2 separate regions of the Pan troglodytes genome follow, and region 1 is linked to region 2. A link is a contact called in public HiChIP or PLAC-seq data. All regions are on one chromosome and are shown on one strand. The core of a region is the stretch at or near the end of the contact, and the rest is flanking DNA. Distances in the headings are between cores, read along the strand shown.

What was found. HiChIP or PLAC-seq counts read pairs in DNA pulled down with a chosen protein or histone mark.
Region 1: a contact with region 2 is called in an H3K4me3 HiChIP or PLAC-seq map of stem cell-derived excitatory neurons, with 5 times the contacts expected there. The contact joins the promoter of STT3A here to the promoter of LOC739973 in region 2. A contact is called at or near these places in 1 of 7 Hi-C or Micro-C datasets (stem cell-derived neural progenitor cells) and 1 of 1 datasets of contacts at active chromatin or transcription factors (stem cell-derived excitatory neurons).

The regions. Positions count from the first base shown.
Region 1 is chr9:127,526,354-127,533,803 of NHGRI_mPanTro3-v2.0_pri, reverse strand. It overlaps STT3A (STT3 oligosaccharyltransferase complex catalytic subunit A), which reads right to left and starts at 3,972. Exons shown (of 19, transcript NM_001246449.1): 1 at 3,946-3,972; 2 at 2,800-2,847; 3 at 902-1,024. The coding sequence starts at 989. LOC134807284 (a long non-coding RNA gene) reads left to right here and starts at 4,321. Exons shown (of 3, transcript XR_010147341.1): 1 at 4,321-4,485.
Region 2 is chr9:127,434,161-127,441,362 of NHGRI_mPanTro3-v2.0_pri, reverse strand. It overlaps LOC739973 (putative uncharacterized protein MGC39545), which reads right to left and starts at 3,055. Exons shown (of 2, transcript XM_001147930.8): 1 at 2,706-3,055; 2 at 1,403-1,806. The coding sequence starts at 2,992. The coding sequence ends at 1,503. FEZ1 (fasciculation and elongation protein zeta 1) reads left to right here and starts at 2,007. Exons shown (of 9, transcript XM_063783485.1): 1 at 2,007-2,193.

The sequences.
Region 1 (7,450 bases), core at 2,723-5,222, 92 kb before region 2:
ATAATTGTCTTTTACAAAAATCAGTTATCCAAGGGTCCCCAATATCACTTTCAACCCTATGAGAAAATAGAATTGGCACAGCATGCTTCCCATTCTTTCAAAGATGATCACAGCCCTCTTTTTTTTGAGACAGAGTCTTGCTCTGTTGCCCAGGCTAGAGTGCAGTGGTGCAATCTCGGCTTACTGCAACCTCTGCCTCCCAGGTTCGAGCGATTCTCGTGCCTCAGCCTCCCAAGTAGCTGGGAATACAGGCATCCACCACCACACTCAACTAGTTTTTGTATTTTTAGTAGAGACAGGGTTTCATCATGTTGGCCAGGCTGGTCTCAAACTCCCAGCCTCAAGTGATCCACCCACCCCAGCCTCCCAAAGTGCTGGGATTACAGGCGTGAACCACCGCATGTGGCCCATAGCCCTGACTTTTTTTTTTTTTTTTTTTTTTTTGAGACGGAGTCTCGCTCAGTCGCCCAGGCTGGAGTGCAGTGGCGCGATCTCGGCTCACTGCAAGCTCCGCCTCCCGGGTTCACGCCATTCTCCTGCCTCAGCCTCCCGAGTAGCTGGGACTACAGGCGCCCGCTACCACGCCCGGCTAATTTTTTGTATTTTTAGTAGAGACGGGGTTTCACCGTGTTAGCCAGGATGGTCTCGATCTCCTGACCTCGTGATCCGCCCGCCTCGGCCTCCCAAAGTGCTGGGATTACAGGCGTGAGCCACCGCGCCCGGCCTGCCCTGACTTTTATATTCCTTTTATTTTGCCTTCATAAAATTATACTAATGAGGAATGGAAAAACGTAACAATCTGCTAAAAAGAACAAGGCATTTTAAGATAGCGATTTTCAATTTTTTTCTAGACTTTCTTCTTTCTATCCCCAAAGAAAGAGAGGTTCACATGCACACTCACATAATACAGCAGCCATTGACAGAATGAGAAGCTTCAGAAGTGTGTCCTGCTTCTCATAGGACAATCGCAAAAATCCAAACTTAGTCATCTTGACATGAATGGGTGGCAACACAGGACGATCAGCTAAAATGAAAAAGTCAAGACCACAAGATATTGAACACCTTCAATTTACTTAATTTTCATATTTTATGATGAGAGGGAATCATAAAGGACGTAGGAGCTAGCAAAAACACCAGAGAGGGTCAAGGCTAATACTAGTATCCAAGCCTGGCCTAAAGTATGATCAACTTGCAAGGAAGTAGGCACAAGTCAGGTCTATGTGTCAAGACTAAAATGGAGTGGTCAGAATAAACCATCCATAATTCTATTTCCCACTCCTTCACAGCTAACAAGTACATAAGCACAATTAGCAATAGTATAGCACAAGGAAGAGATGAAAAAATAAACAGGAAAGATTGGAAATACTGAAAAATAATAAAATGGAGAAAGAGAGCACTCAAGAAAAGGCAGGACTGTATGGGGTGGCAGGGGCGGAGGGGGGGAAGCAGGAAATAAACATTGAGACCAGAAGTGCAAGCCCCAGCAATTTCAGAGGCTAAGGAGGGAGGATCGCTTGAAGCCAGGAGTTCAAGACCAATCTGAGCAATACAGCAAAACCCCATCTCCACAAAAAATTGTTTAAAATTATGCAGGCTTGGTGGTCTGCACCTGCAGTCCCAGCTACTTAGGAGGCTGAGGCAGGAGTTGGAGGCTGCAGTGAGCTAGGATCACACCACTGCACTCCAGCCTGGACAACAGAGCCAGACCTCCTCTCTTTAAAAAGGAAAAAAAAAAAAAAAAAAAGAAGTGAAAGGCATTAAGAGGAAAAATAGAAGTCACGACTGAATCAACACAATTTCGAACCCTAAATTTAAACTTCAACTGAATGGCTATAAACTTTTTTCTTTTCGAAATCCCAATGGGGCTGTCGGGTCAACTAACAGCATACCCGATAACTAATGCAGGTACAATTATGCACTCAAAAAGAGGAGGAGGTACACAAACACAGATCCACTGTGCTCTCATCCCATATATCAGACTGTAACGACTGCTCAGATCTATACCCGCTTCCAATCATCTGTCTCAAGGCTTCTCTGTAACTGACAATGCTGATTTAAGAGACTGATTAAATTACACAGACAGTTTGATGGCATCAGATGATAATCTAGAGGGAAAGAAAACGAACTTTTCCTACTGAAGCAGAAGAGTCGGGGGATAAAAAAAGTAGATTAAAATGTTGAGGGACACTATCTGTAGGCAGTTCAAAATGGAAATCACATGACAGATATGAATTATTTATATAGCAATATAGCATTAATCTACCATAGGTTAGTTATTCTTGTATAAGACAGTACTACTATCTTTTTTTTTTTTTTTTGAGACGGAGTCTTGCTCTGTCGCCAGGCTAGAGTGCAGTGGTGCCATCTCGGCTCACTGCAACCTCCACCTCCTGGGTTCAAGCGATTCTTCTGCCTCAGCCTCATGAGAAGCTGGGACTACAGGTGTGCGCCACCACGCCCAGCTAATTTTTGTATTTTTAGTAGAGACGGGGTTTCACCATGTTGGCCAGGGTGGTCTGGATCTCTTGACCTCATGATCTGCCCACCTCAGCCTCCCAAAGTGCTGGGATTACAGGCGTGAGCTACCACCCCCAGACCTACTTTTTTAAATTACAAGGTGATCAAGAGCTAAGTTATAACGGCTATAACAAAGGATATGCAACATCATTCAAGATGTTTTGCTTTTATTCTTTTTGACTGACACATAATTGTACATATTTATGGAGTACAGTGTGACATTTTGGTACATGTATATAATGTGTAATGATCAAGTCGGGAAATAATTAGTAGATTCATCACCTTATTTTTTTTGTCTTAGGAATATTCAAAATCCACTCTTCTAGCTATCTGAAAATATACAACAAATTGTGTATTTTTGTTGTTAATTATACTCCTAATAATAGTTATCCTATAGAACACTAGAATTTATTCCTATCTAGTTGTACTTGTGTATCCCTTAACAAACGTTTGTCTATCCTCCTCCATGAATCTTTTTTCCCACTATTATTGGAATAAAGGAGAAAAACAACAACAACAACAACACTGGACTAGGTGGAAGGCATATAGAATGCTAGCCCCAACACTGAGAAGTCAAGCATGTTTTCCATAATTAACTGTCCCAGAAGAGCAGTTTAGAAATGTGTTTAAGTATAGTCCCAAAGGGAAAGCTTACTTTGCAACTAAAAATAAAGGCCTAACTACTCCAGGAGGTCAACAATCCAGCCATATCTCTCAGGGTTTGCAGCTGTTTTCTGGAATGCCTGAAATAGGAACAAACTTAACACCACTGCGTTGATACGAGCCACACACCAAAATGAGACTGCTAGGATCTCTACTTGAAAACTGAGTAAACGAGCTAGTTATTGAGGGCAGGGCCGTAAGGGAGATTTCATCTCGTGCTCTTTGGTCACTTTCGCACACCGCCAAGCAAATAAGAGCAAAGACACCTTTCTTAAAACACTTACCAACCTGCTCTCCTCAGTTGAGGAGCTTGCCCTGCAAGCTGTGGCATCTCCTGCCACCCTGCCTCTAGTTTCCCAGACTGCAATTTCCCCAGCCCCGTTTTCCTACACACGTTTCCACACCCTCTCACAATCTTTTACTCTCTTCTCCCTTCCGGTCGTTCCAGCGGGTCCCACCTCCCTCTTCTTCCCACCCTCAAAGAACTGACCACCTCTGATACCCCTCAGCGCGGGACACTCATCACCCCAGCATCCTACGCGCCTTCCCCTCCATAACTAGTCCCAGGACCCAGTCTTTCCCACGCTCTCTTCTCAAGACCCACCTTACCCTCCCTCCCCAGACCTTCACATCCTTCCAACCAGGAAGCCCCCACACCACGCCCCACGCCCCCTCCTCTGCAAGGCCCTAAGCTCTGCTCTCCACCCCCATTTAGGGTTTTGCCTCCTGCACTTCGTTCAGCCCCATCAACGCCATGGACTGCACCTGCCGCTGATTTTCAAATTACGTTCTACGGCCTTCTCACCTGGCCGGCTTTTCTAAACGATCCGCGGGGCTCCCTCAGCCATCCGTTCAGCGGCGCACCCAACCCTGGCAGGAGCCGGGTCCGCCTCCCGGACCGCTCCCCCGTTGGCTGGCTCCAGGCCACTAGGACGCTTCTGGAGAGCGATAGGATCCCGGAACTGTCTGTCAAGTCCGGAGGCGTAAACCGGGCCGCGATTCCAGTTTTTAATTGGTCTTTACAGCTATCACTTAGCAGTCTAGAGGCGGGTCTGTATGCTCCCGCCGAGCTGTCATAGGCCGGCGCGTAGGAGTCAAGAGCGCGGAAAGAACGTGCCCCAAGCAGTTTGGTTGAGGGCCGAGGAGTGACGTGTAGGTTTGCGGACCCACGGGGAGTCGCAGTGGGAAGGCGCGGCCCACTGACTCCCGTCATGTGACAAGAAGCGGAAACTACGCTGAAATAGGCCCTTGCTCCAAGTCCCAGTAACTCGGAATGCGGAGCCGCTCGTCTCCGTCTTTTTTAAGGTAGAAATTGTTACCTAATACAAGGTGAAAGGAGAGGAGGGAAGCATTTTCTACCTATTTATTCTCAATTAAAACTCAAACGCGGACTGGTCCAGACAGTTCGTCTTTTGCAGGATGTGCCTGATAGTTGACTCGAGCTGTTACTGTGCCCTGGTAACTGCGATGGACCTGGGAACCTTGACAGAGTTCACAGCCGCTGGTTTTGTGAAAGAGCGTGCCTAGGCCTAAAGGGGTTGTCGGGGCTAAGCTGGAAGCATCTCTACAGCCAGCTGAGACAGCCACCGCCGCGGAGGCACAGCCCTCCCCAGCAGCAAGCGGGCTTCCTCGGGAGACCGGGAGGCAGCCCGGCCATGCTTAGTCAGTTCAGCCCTTTGTTAAAATACCGGCCGGAGAGCCGCTCTCCCTATCCTAACTTGCCTCTCTTCTCTCGCACCGCACGCGCTCCCCGACCCCCAATAAGTTTGCTGAGGGCAGAGAAGGGGACGAAGTTTGAGCAGCAATTCCATCATCTCAGACTCGCACGTATACACCTTGATCCTCAGGCACTTCCACTCCCTGCGCGCCTCGGTGAGCCAAGGCTGCACCAGAGAGAGTGGGAACGTCCCGCAGCTCTTCGAACTTGTTGCCTCTGCCACTCACGCAGTTTCCTATTCTCCCATGAAGGGAACCCACCATTTATTGAAAGGTCATTATTTAAATCACTGCTTCAGAATCACATGTATTTTTTTCAAAATTCACATGACCAGGCTCGCCCCAGGACGTTATGATTCAATAGATCTGCTTTTTTTTTTGTTTTGTTTTTAATAGTAAGTAAGTGTTCGATGTAATTTTACTTTAACAAAAGGAAACTGAAGCTGAGCCTGAAGGAATTACAGAACTTGGAGTAAATGCTTCTTCAAAATAGGAGTTTTGGTCGGGCGCGGTGGCTCACCCCTGTAATCCCAGCACTTTGGGAGGCCAAGGCGGGCGGATCACGAGGTCAGGAGGTAGAGACCATCCTGGCCAACATGGTGAAACCCGTCTCTACTAAAAATAGAAAAATTAGCTGGGCGTGGTGGCGCGTGCCTGTAATCCCAGCTACTCGGGAGGCTGACACAGAGTCACTTGAACCAGGGAGTCGGAGGTTGCAGTGAGCCGAGATCGCGCCACTGCACTCCAGCCTGGCGACAGAGCTGGACTCCGTCTCAAAAAGAAGTTTTTTCTCTTTAAAAATAAAAAAGCGGGGAGGGGGGCATTAAAATTAGAAAGATTGTGTTCAAGTTTCTTTTGTTTTTTTTTAAGTACTAACCTAAGAATATTAAGGCCGGTCGCGGTGGCTCACGCCTGTAATCCCAGCACTTTGGGAGGCCGAGGCGGGTGAATCACCTGAGGTCAGGAGTTTGAGAACAGCCTCACCAACATGGTGAAACCCCATCTCTACTAAAAATACAAAAATTAGCTGGGCTTGGTGTCAGGATCCTGTAATCCCAACTACTTGGGAGGCTGAGGCAGGAGAATCGCTTGAACCCAGGAGTTGGAGGTTGCAGTGAGCCAAGATCGCGCCATTACACTTCAGTCTGGGCAGCAAGAACGAAACTCCGTCTCAAAAAAAGAAAAAGAATATTAAGATGTTAGAGTTTTTATTAATTTTTTTCAAAGTAGGCCAGGCACGATGGTGGGCTCCTGTAATCTCAGCTACTCAGGAGGCTGAGGCAGTAGAATTGCTTCAACCCAGGAGGCAGAGGTTGCAGTGAGCTGAGATCACGCCATTGCACTCCAGCCTGGACAACAGAGCAAGACTCTGCCACCAAAAAAAAAAAAAAAAAAAAAAAAAAGTATTAAACGTGTTTCTTAGAATACATTTAAGCTTCCAAGTGATCAAATTAAGTAAACCTTTTCACAAGTCAAAATGTACTATTAAAGAACAAAGTTTGGGGCCGGGTGCAGTGGCTCACGCCTGTAATCCCAGCATTTTGGGAGGCCGAGGCGGGCGGATCATGAGGTCAGGAGTTCGAGACCAGCCTGACCAACATGGTGAAACCCCCGTCTCTACTAAATATACAAAAATTAGCCGGGCCTGATGGCACGTGCCTGTAATCCCAGCTACTCGGGAGGCTGAGGCAGGAGAAATCGCTTGAACCAGGGAGGCGGAGGTTGCAGTGAGCTGAGATTGCGCCATCACACTCCAGCCTGGGCAACAGAAGGACATTCTGTCTCAAAAAAAAAAAAAAAAAAAACAAAAAACAAAGTTTGAAAATCTAATCCTATTTTTAGGATGAGTCTTTGATACCAGTCCATGAGGAAAGGCTTATTTGTGAATAAAATCAAAGGAAAACAAACTCATAGGAAAGTCTTTATAATTATTATAAACAAACCTGGAGGTCCAGGTGTCGTGGCTCAAGATTGTAATCCAAGCACTTTGGGAGGTTGAGGCGAGAGGATGGCTTGAGGCCGGGGGTTGGAGACCAGCCTGGGCAACATGATGAGATGCAGTGTCTACAAAAATAATTTTTAAAAATTAGCTGGACATGGTCGTGCTGGCCTGTAATCCCAACTGCTGAGGAGGCTGAGGCAGGAGGATTGCTTGAGCCCAGAAGTTAGGCGGCAATGAGCTATGATCACGCCACTTCACTCCAGCCTGGGCAACAGAGCAAGAAAGACTCTGTCTCTAAAATAAAATAATAAATAGGCCGGGCATGGTGGCTCATGCCTGTAATCCCAGCACTTTGGGGAGCCAAGGCTGGCAGATCACCTGAGGTCAGGAGTTCAGGACCGGCCTGACCAACATGGAGAAACCCTGTCTCTACTCAAAACACAAAATTAGCTGGGTGTGGTGGCGCATGTCTGTGATCCCAGCAACTCGGGAGGCTGAGGCAGGAGAATCTCTTGAACCTGGGAGGCGCAGGTTGCAGTGAGCCGAGATTGCACCATTGCACTCTGGCCTAGGCAACAAGAGTGAAACTTCGTCTCAAAATAAAAGAAAATA
Region 2 (7,202 bases), core at 1,806-4,305:
ATATGAGACATATATGTGGGACATCTATATGAGACATATATGTGGGACATCTATATGAGACATATATGTGGGACATCTATATGAGACATATATGTGGGACATCTATATGAGACATATATGTGGGACATCTATATGAGACATATATGTGGGACATCTATATGAGACATATATATGACATATATATGTGTGTGTGTGTATATATATACACACATACATACGTATAGTGCCTTCTAATAAACCTGGAAGTACTTTACTCATATTCACTCCTTTAATCCCACAACAGGCCACAATAGAGTGGGGCACTATTATTTTCTTTCTTTTTTTTTTTTGAGACGGAGTCTCGCTCTGTCACCCAGGCTGGAGTGCAGTGGCGCAATCTCGGCTCACTCCAAGCTCCGCCTCCTGGGTGCACGCCATTCTCAGCCTCCCGAGTAATTGGGACTACAGGCGCCCGCCACCACGCACAGCTAATTTTTTGTATTTTTGGTGGAGATGGGGTTTCACCGTGTTAGCCAGGATGGTCTCGATCTCCTGACCTCGTGATCCGCCCGCCTCGGCCTCCCAAAGTGCTGGGATTACAGGCGTGAGCCACCGCGCCCGGCGGGCACTATTATTTTCTTCATTTTACAGATGAGGAAATGAGCCACAGGGAAGTTAACTAACCCAAGGTCAGAAAACTGGGCATGATCCCAAGAAAGGAGATCTAGGGATCTTTTAACCAGCTGCTCTTTGTGATTTATTTATTTATTTATTTATTTATTTACTTTTGAGACAAGGTCTTGCTGTCGCCCAGGCTGGAGTGCAGCTTCAACCTCTTGGGCTCAAGCGATCCTCCCACCTCATCCTCCAGTGTAGCTGCGGCTACCAGGATGGGCTACCAGGATGGGCCACCATGCCTGGCTAATTTTTTTTTTTTATAGAGATGGGGTCTCACTATGTTGCCTAGGCTGGTCTTGAACTCCTGGCCTCAAGTGATCCTCCTGCCTCAGCTTTCCAACATGTTGGGATTATAGGTGTGAGCCACCGTGCCTGGCCTTGTGATTTCTTACAGGAAGGCATCCTCTGTCTATTGCTCCCACAAAGGCAAATAGGCCAACGCTTCTTCTCATCTCATCGGGACATTATTCCTGTCTCCAACCTTCTCATGGTTGAAATGTCTGTGGAATGAATGCATAAACGAGCAAAAGAGAAGCTCCCTGCCCCTTCCAGTTGAAGTCCTCAGTTCAGCCCAGAGGTACTTTGCCATCAGACAAAAGTACTTGGGGCTCTCCAAGCCGACATGCTTTTTCCAGTGCCTTCCTTCGATAATTACAGTTCTTGTGCTCTTAGTTGTGTGTATTCATGAATTATTAGATTTTTTATTGACAACTTCTATAAGCACAGGCCTATGCACAGAAGACAAGATAAATTAATAATTTTTCACAAGACTCCAGGGACCCTTCTCATTTCAGCCTCTTGAATTTTCCTGTATTATCTCAAGTCCTCCTGGGCCTGAAACCTTCTCACTCAGATTTTTCAGCTGGATCCGGCTCCCACCCAGCATCTTTGGGCGAGAAAAGCTCTCCTGCCGGCCTCCTCATTTTTGGCTTGAGGTCCGAACCCAGTTGGAGCTGGGAGACGTCGCTGGGCCTGCCCGCCTCAGCCTCCAGTAGAGGAGAATGGGAAACTCGGAAAGTCCAAAAGGGTCTTTGAGTGTGTCTGCCGGCATCCGCCAGCAGCCATCGCCTGCATTTTATCCAGAAACTAGTGTCAGGCCCTGCGAGGTATCCATATTGGTAGTTATTGCACGCTTTCATCTTGGAGTTTCTGAATATTCATGAGGGAAGCAGAAAGGCCAATGTTAAAGAGGAGAGAAACAGAAATGCATAAATATTAATAAAGGCAAGCCCACGTGCTCGGAGGAAGGCTATGAATGTTAACGAGGGGATGACGTCCAGCTCCCGCGCGTGCCAGTTGGGTGGGTGCCCGAGCGCGGGCGCGCCCCCGGAGCCCGGGCACGAGCGCGGGGAGAGGGTGGGGTGGAGGCGGGAGCGGAGCCGGGCGCCGCCGGAGCTGCGGGGGGAGCGCTCGCTGGCTGGCTGGCTGGCTGGCTCTCCGCTGCGCTGCGCTGCGCTCCGGCCGCTCCCGCGGCCCGTGGATGGGGGTGTCCGGCTGAGCCCCGGGATCCGCCTCCCTCCGCCAGGACCCGCACAGGTGCCGTCGCGGGGGTCGACTTTAGTTAGGACCCGACTCACTGCTGGGGGTGGGGTCTGGTGGGGGTGGTAAGGAGGCCCCGGGATTCTCTGACAGGACGGTCTGGGGTCGCCGCAGCTCCCCTCACCTGGTCCCATTCTGGGATTAGAAAGGAACAACGGGAGGCCGTCGCCTTCCTGCCCAGCCCTTCAGGGAGCGCAGCTGGGACGCCGCGCCAGGCCCTGGAGATGTGGGATGATGGGCACTTCCAGTATCATCTCAGCATCGGCCCTCCAGCCAGGCCTGGTGTGTGTGTGTGTGTGTGTGTGTGTGTGTGTGTGTGTGTGTGTCCGCGTGTGTGTGCCCGCGTGTGTGCGCGCGTGTGAAGGCAGGCGGCGAGGTATGGGGGCTGGGGGAAGAAGGGAACGCCGCCCGATCGCGCTGGGGCAGTGGGTCGGTACCTCGTCCCGGGACCGTTATCTGGTCCAGTCACCGAAAACGCCCCAAGATCATCTTTGTCCCTAAAAACTTACCCCCGACCCCGCTCGTGCCCCTCCCCAGAGTGCGGAGCCTTTCCCAGACCGCGCATTCCTGCAGTGTCAGAACCGCTGGCAGCGGCCGCAGACGCCGGGAGAGCGATTGTTTTACTACAGACGGGCGGGAGAAGGGACCGGGGCGGCTGCGCGGTGGCGGGGCGCGCTGCCGTCGGGTGGGCCCCGGGCTCTGGAGCGCGGGGAGCAGTGTTTGACGGCGTCGAGCGGGTATCACAGCCCGCTCTTCTTCCCTTTTGCCTATCCCTTCCCTCCCCGCCGCTAGGCATCCCCGACTCTCATCCCTCTCCCGTGTCCGGGCTTGTTTGGCCGGAAGGGCAGTGGAGTGTGTATGCGGCCTGCACGGGATGAGTCCGGCTTCCTCAGAGTGCCAGCCATTGTGCTGCCTGGAGGAGGCTTTCTTTACCCCACCGGACTGGGGGGAGGAGGGGGATCTGAGATGGAGGTGAATGGAGCAGCGGGAGGAGGGGGAGGGGAGCAAGCAGAACCGCGAAGGGGTTGCTGATCCATATGCAACGAAGTACTTTTTCTGTCAAAATGTGCACAAACATGCACACTGGGTGGGTTCTGCGGAGGAGCAGTGGGAAATCTGAAGGTGGACCAGTGCAGGGTAGGTTTTAGGGACGGATATGGGGGACGAGGCACGGAATCAATTGATCTATGGACCAAGTGATGGGAAGAAGGAGATGGAATGGGGCTTGTGTGGAGGTGCCGAGGCCCAGCGGGGTTAGCGTGGTGAAATCTCCACCGCTCCGCTCCACTCGGGTCAGCTCAGCAAAGCAGGGACTGAGCATTTGTACCGCAGCCCCGAGATGCAGCGAGTGCATCATTGTGCTGCAGGGAGACGTTTATGCGTTTCCTATTGGGTCTCAGTTAAGCCCCGTGAGTGTCTTTTCTTTTCCAAATTACACCATCTATTGGGAGTGAAAATAAATGGAATAGATTGTAGGACAATCAGACTATAGTCCTGCGCTCTGTTCTGTGGTAAAGAGAAAAAGAAAAGGCGACCCTCCCATGGTTCCTTCTTTCTGCCATTTTCATGTATGTATGGATTTATTTTTGATCTTGGAAGTCTAAAGGGAATAAGCTATCACTTGTATTAATCCTACTTTAAGGAAAAGAAAGCTCCCAGATGAGCTATGAATGAGGATGGTGCAAGCTTGCCAGGATGGAAAATAAGGTTGTTTCAGACATTTTAGTTGAAGGATGAAAGCACTCCGTGAAGAGAGGAGGGCGAAAGAAAGTGGGCTAAAGGAAGGAAGGCAGGGTCACCATCTAAGGAAGTGCTGCCAACCCCAATCCACAGAGCCCTCCTGGAGGCTATAGTGGGGCCCGTCAGAACCCCTGACTCTCATCTGTGCCACAGCCTGAGGTCTTTCCACAAATGCTGGATTCAGTTTGGGTGTTGAGTGACTAGTTTCCCAGCACTGGCTTTCACTTTAACTTCATCTCCAGATGGTCATTCATGCAGCACTTCTTGGCTCTTGGATAATGAGTTGACAAAAAACAATCAGTCTATATTATGGACTGTTTCAAATGAGCATGTGTCTGAACCCTAGAGCTGTGATATTCATTTCGTCTTTTATAATTTTCTAGATGAATCCATTTTCTCTACACTCTGCCTGGGCTGAGGATAGGTGCTTTCAGCACACTCTTCCTGTTGCCAACACTCAAAACTCAGTCTTAGTCCTAGATTCTAGTTGGATTGGCCTCTTGTTGCTGGTTAATCATATAGACTGTGTCATTTCAAATAAGAAACCCCACTGGTGTCACCATCTGCTTCTCCCCTGTCATTCCCAGAGAAAAGTACAAATTTAAAGGCAGTGTAAATACCTGCAACACTATCTGATTGGCTTTCATATCTCTGTAAAATGGAACCCACAATCCAGGAACGTTTGAACAAATAAATTGAAAAAAGAAGCCTTAGTAAAAAAGATGCTAAAATTCTTTCAGCAATAGTTCTCTTGTTTGATAAGCATATTGAAGCATTGCACAGAGAATATCATGGCAGGGATAATTTTTCTTTTACTTGAAGCACTCCCACATCACATTTCTTTCTTTCTTTCTTTCTTTCTTTCTTTCTATTTTTTTTTTTTTTTTGAGATGGAGTTTCGCTCTTGTTGCCCAGGCTGGAGTGCAATGGCATGATCTCAGCTCACTGCAACCTCCGCCTCTTGGGCTCAAGCGATTCTCCTGCCTCAGCCTCCCAAGTAGCTGGGATTACAGGCACCTGCCACCATGCTCAGCTAATTTTTTTTTTTTTTTGTATTTTTAGTAGAGACAGGGTTTTGCCATGTTGGCCAGGCTGGTCTTGAACTCCTGACCTCAGGTGATCCACGCACCTCAGCCTCCCAAAGTGCTGGGATTACAGGCATGAGCCACTGTGCCCAGCCCCCACATCACATTTCTATGTAAGTTAGCTATCCTGGTTTTCCTAGAATTATTTTTAACTTTTTTTTTTTTTAAAGATAGGGTCTCACTTTGTCACCCAGGCTGGCATACAGTAGTGTGATCATAGCTCACTATAGCCTCAAACTCATGGGCTCAACCAATCCTCCTGCCTCAGCCTCTCCAGTTGCTGGGATTACAGGTGTGAGCCACCGTGCCCAGCTTTGATTTTTCTAGAATGATTGATATTTATTGGATGCTTTCTATATTCTGCACATTGTACTTAACACTTCAAAGATGATCTCATTTAGTCCAAAAAGTAATCTTCAAGGGAAGCACTGTTTTAAACTCCATTTTATAGATGATGAAATTGAGGCACAGTGAGGTTGATAACTTGCCCAAAGTCTCCCAACTAGGAGTGACAGGACCAGGACAGGAACCCAAAGCCTATGCTCTTAGCCATCACAGAGTACTGCCTTAATCAACACAAATCCCTGGGCTGTGAAAACTGTTTTACTCTCTACTGCATTCTGCCATCTTTTCTAATCTCACTTTTTTGTTGCTCAGGGATTCTTCATCTTTTTTGCACTATGACCTCCTTTGGTGGTATGGAGAAGCCTGTGGGCTCCTTCTCCAAATAATGTTTTTAAATGCATAAAATAAAATACTTAGTCTTGTAAAGGAAACCAATTTCATTGAAATATAGTTACCTTCAAAGAGCCCGCAGGGGTCTATGTACTGAAGATGAAGAACCCCTGACTGGCAATTACTTGTGTTTGCTTTAGAGCTGTGTTGTCCCTTGTGGTAGCCACAGGCCACATTTGACTGTTGAGCACTTGAAATGTGGCTAGTCCAAAGTGAGATGTACTGTAAATGGAAAATATACACTGGATTTCAAAGGGCTTAGTATAAAAAAAATAAAAACTGCCTCATTAGTTTTTTTGTGGATTACATTTTGAAATGGTAACACTTTGGATATATTGGATTAAATAAACATATTACTTCAATCAAAATGATTACTTAAATTATTGATTTATTAAAAATAACTCCTAAAGATGTTAACTCTGTACCAACACCTTCCTTATAACAAATGAGGAAATCAGGACCAATGATGCTTGTCACTCAGCCAGCCATTGGCAGATCTGTTGGCTCTCGAGCCTGTCTTCTTTCCAAGATATGGTACTACTTGTATATATTTTTGTATTCAAAGGTCCTATCGTGTTGCCTTTGCAAACTGTAAATGCTCCAAATATGTTTTAAAGCAATGGTAATCAACTTAATCCCAGCAAAATCCCGGTACAAACTGGCAGTGTTCTTGCCTGGCATGTCCTTTGCCTTGCTTATTTAGAGTTTTAGTTTTATAGGTAGAGATGGAGAATGGGCACTCCTAGGGCAAAATCCATGAATTTTGCTGTCTGGTTCCCCTCAGGAAGCGCCTCCAATTTGAGCACCTAACTATATCAATAACTCTATAGACCAAAGAGAAAAGCTTGGTAGCCTTTCTGTTGAGCGTGTAGAGAAGGGTATGATAGTCAGCAATGCTTGTGCTGCCTGAAACTGAAAATGGAAAACTGTATGTGGGAGATAGATCATTTTTTCAACGAGCACATATTGATTGACTGCCTAGCCACAGGGTAGGCAGTGTATATTTGGAGCCAGGGAAGATATCCAGAGGATTTCTGTGTCCTCGAGGAATTTAAGTTAAAATTGAATGGGGCCCAGATGTACACACAGATGGATAAATCACAGTTGGAAGCAGTGCATGAAGACGGCCCAATGAGGGGTAGAGGTCCCACAGTTGGTGGGAACTGAAGGGAGTTCTGTGTGTGCAGCGTTCCAGGGTGCAGTGCCCAAGATGGTTATGGAGTATGGCTTTGGAGCACATGGGTAGTTGGGTCTGTTTCTTACAGGATACAGGATAATAGATCATTTAGTCTATTCCTCTGCTCCTAGGCATATGCTCTATGTGTGGGAAAACCTTGGGTGCTTGTCTGGGCACAGTGGCTCATGCCTGTAATCCCAGAACTTTGGGAGGCTGAGGCAGGTAGATCACCTGAGGTCAGGAGTTCGAGACCAGCCTGGCCAACATGG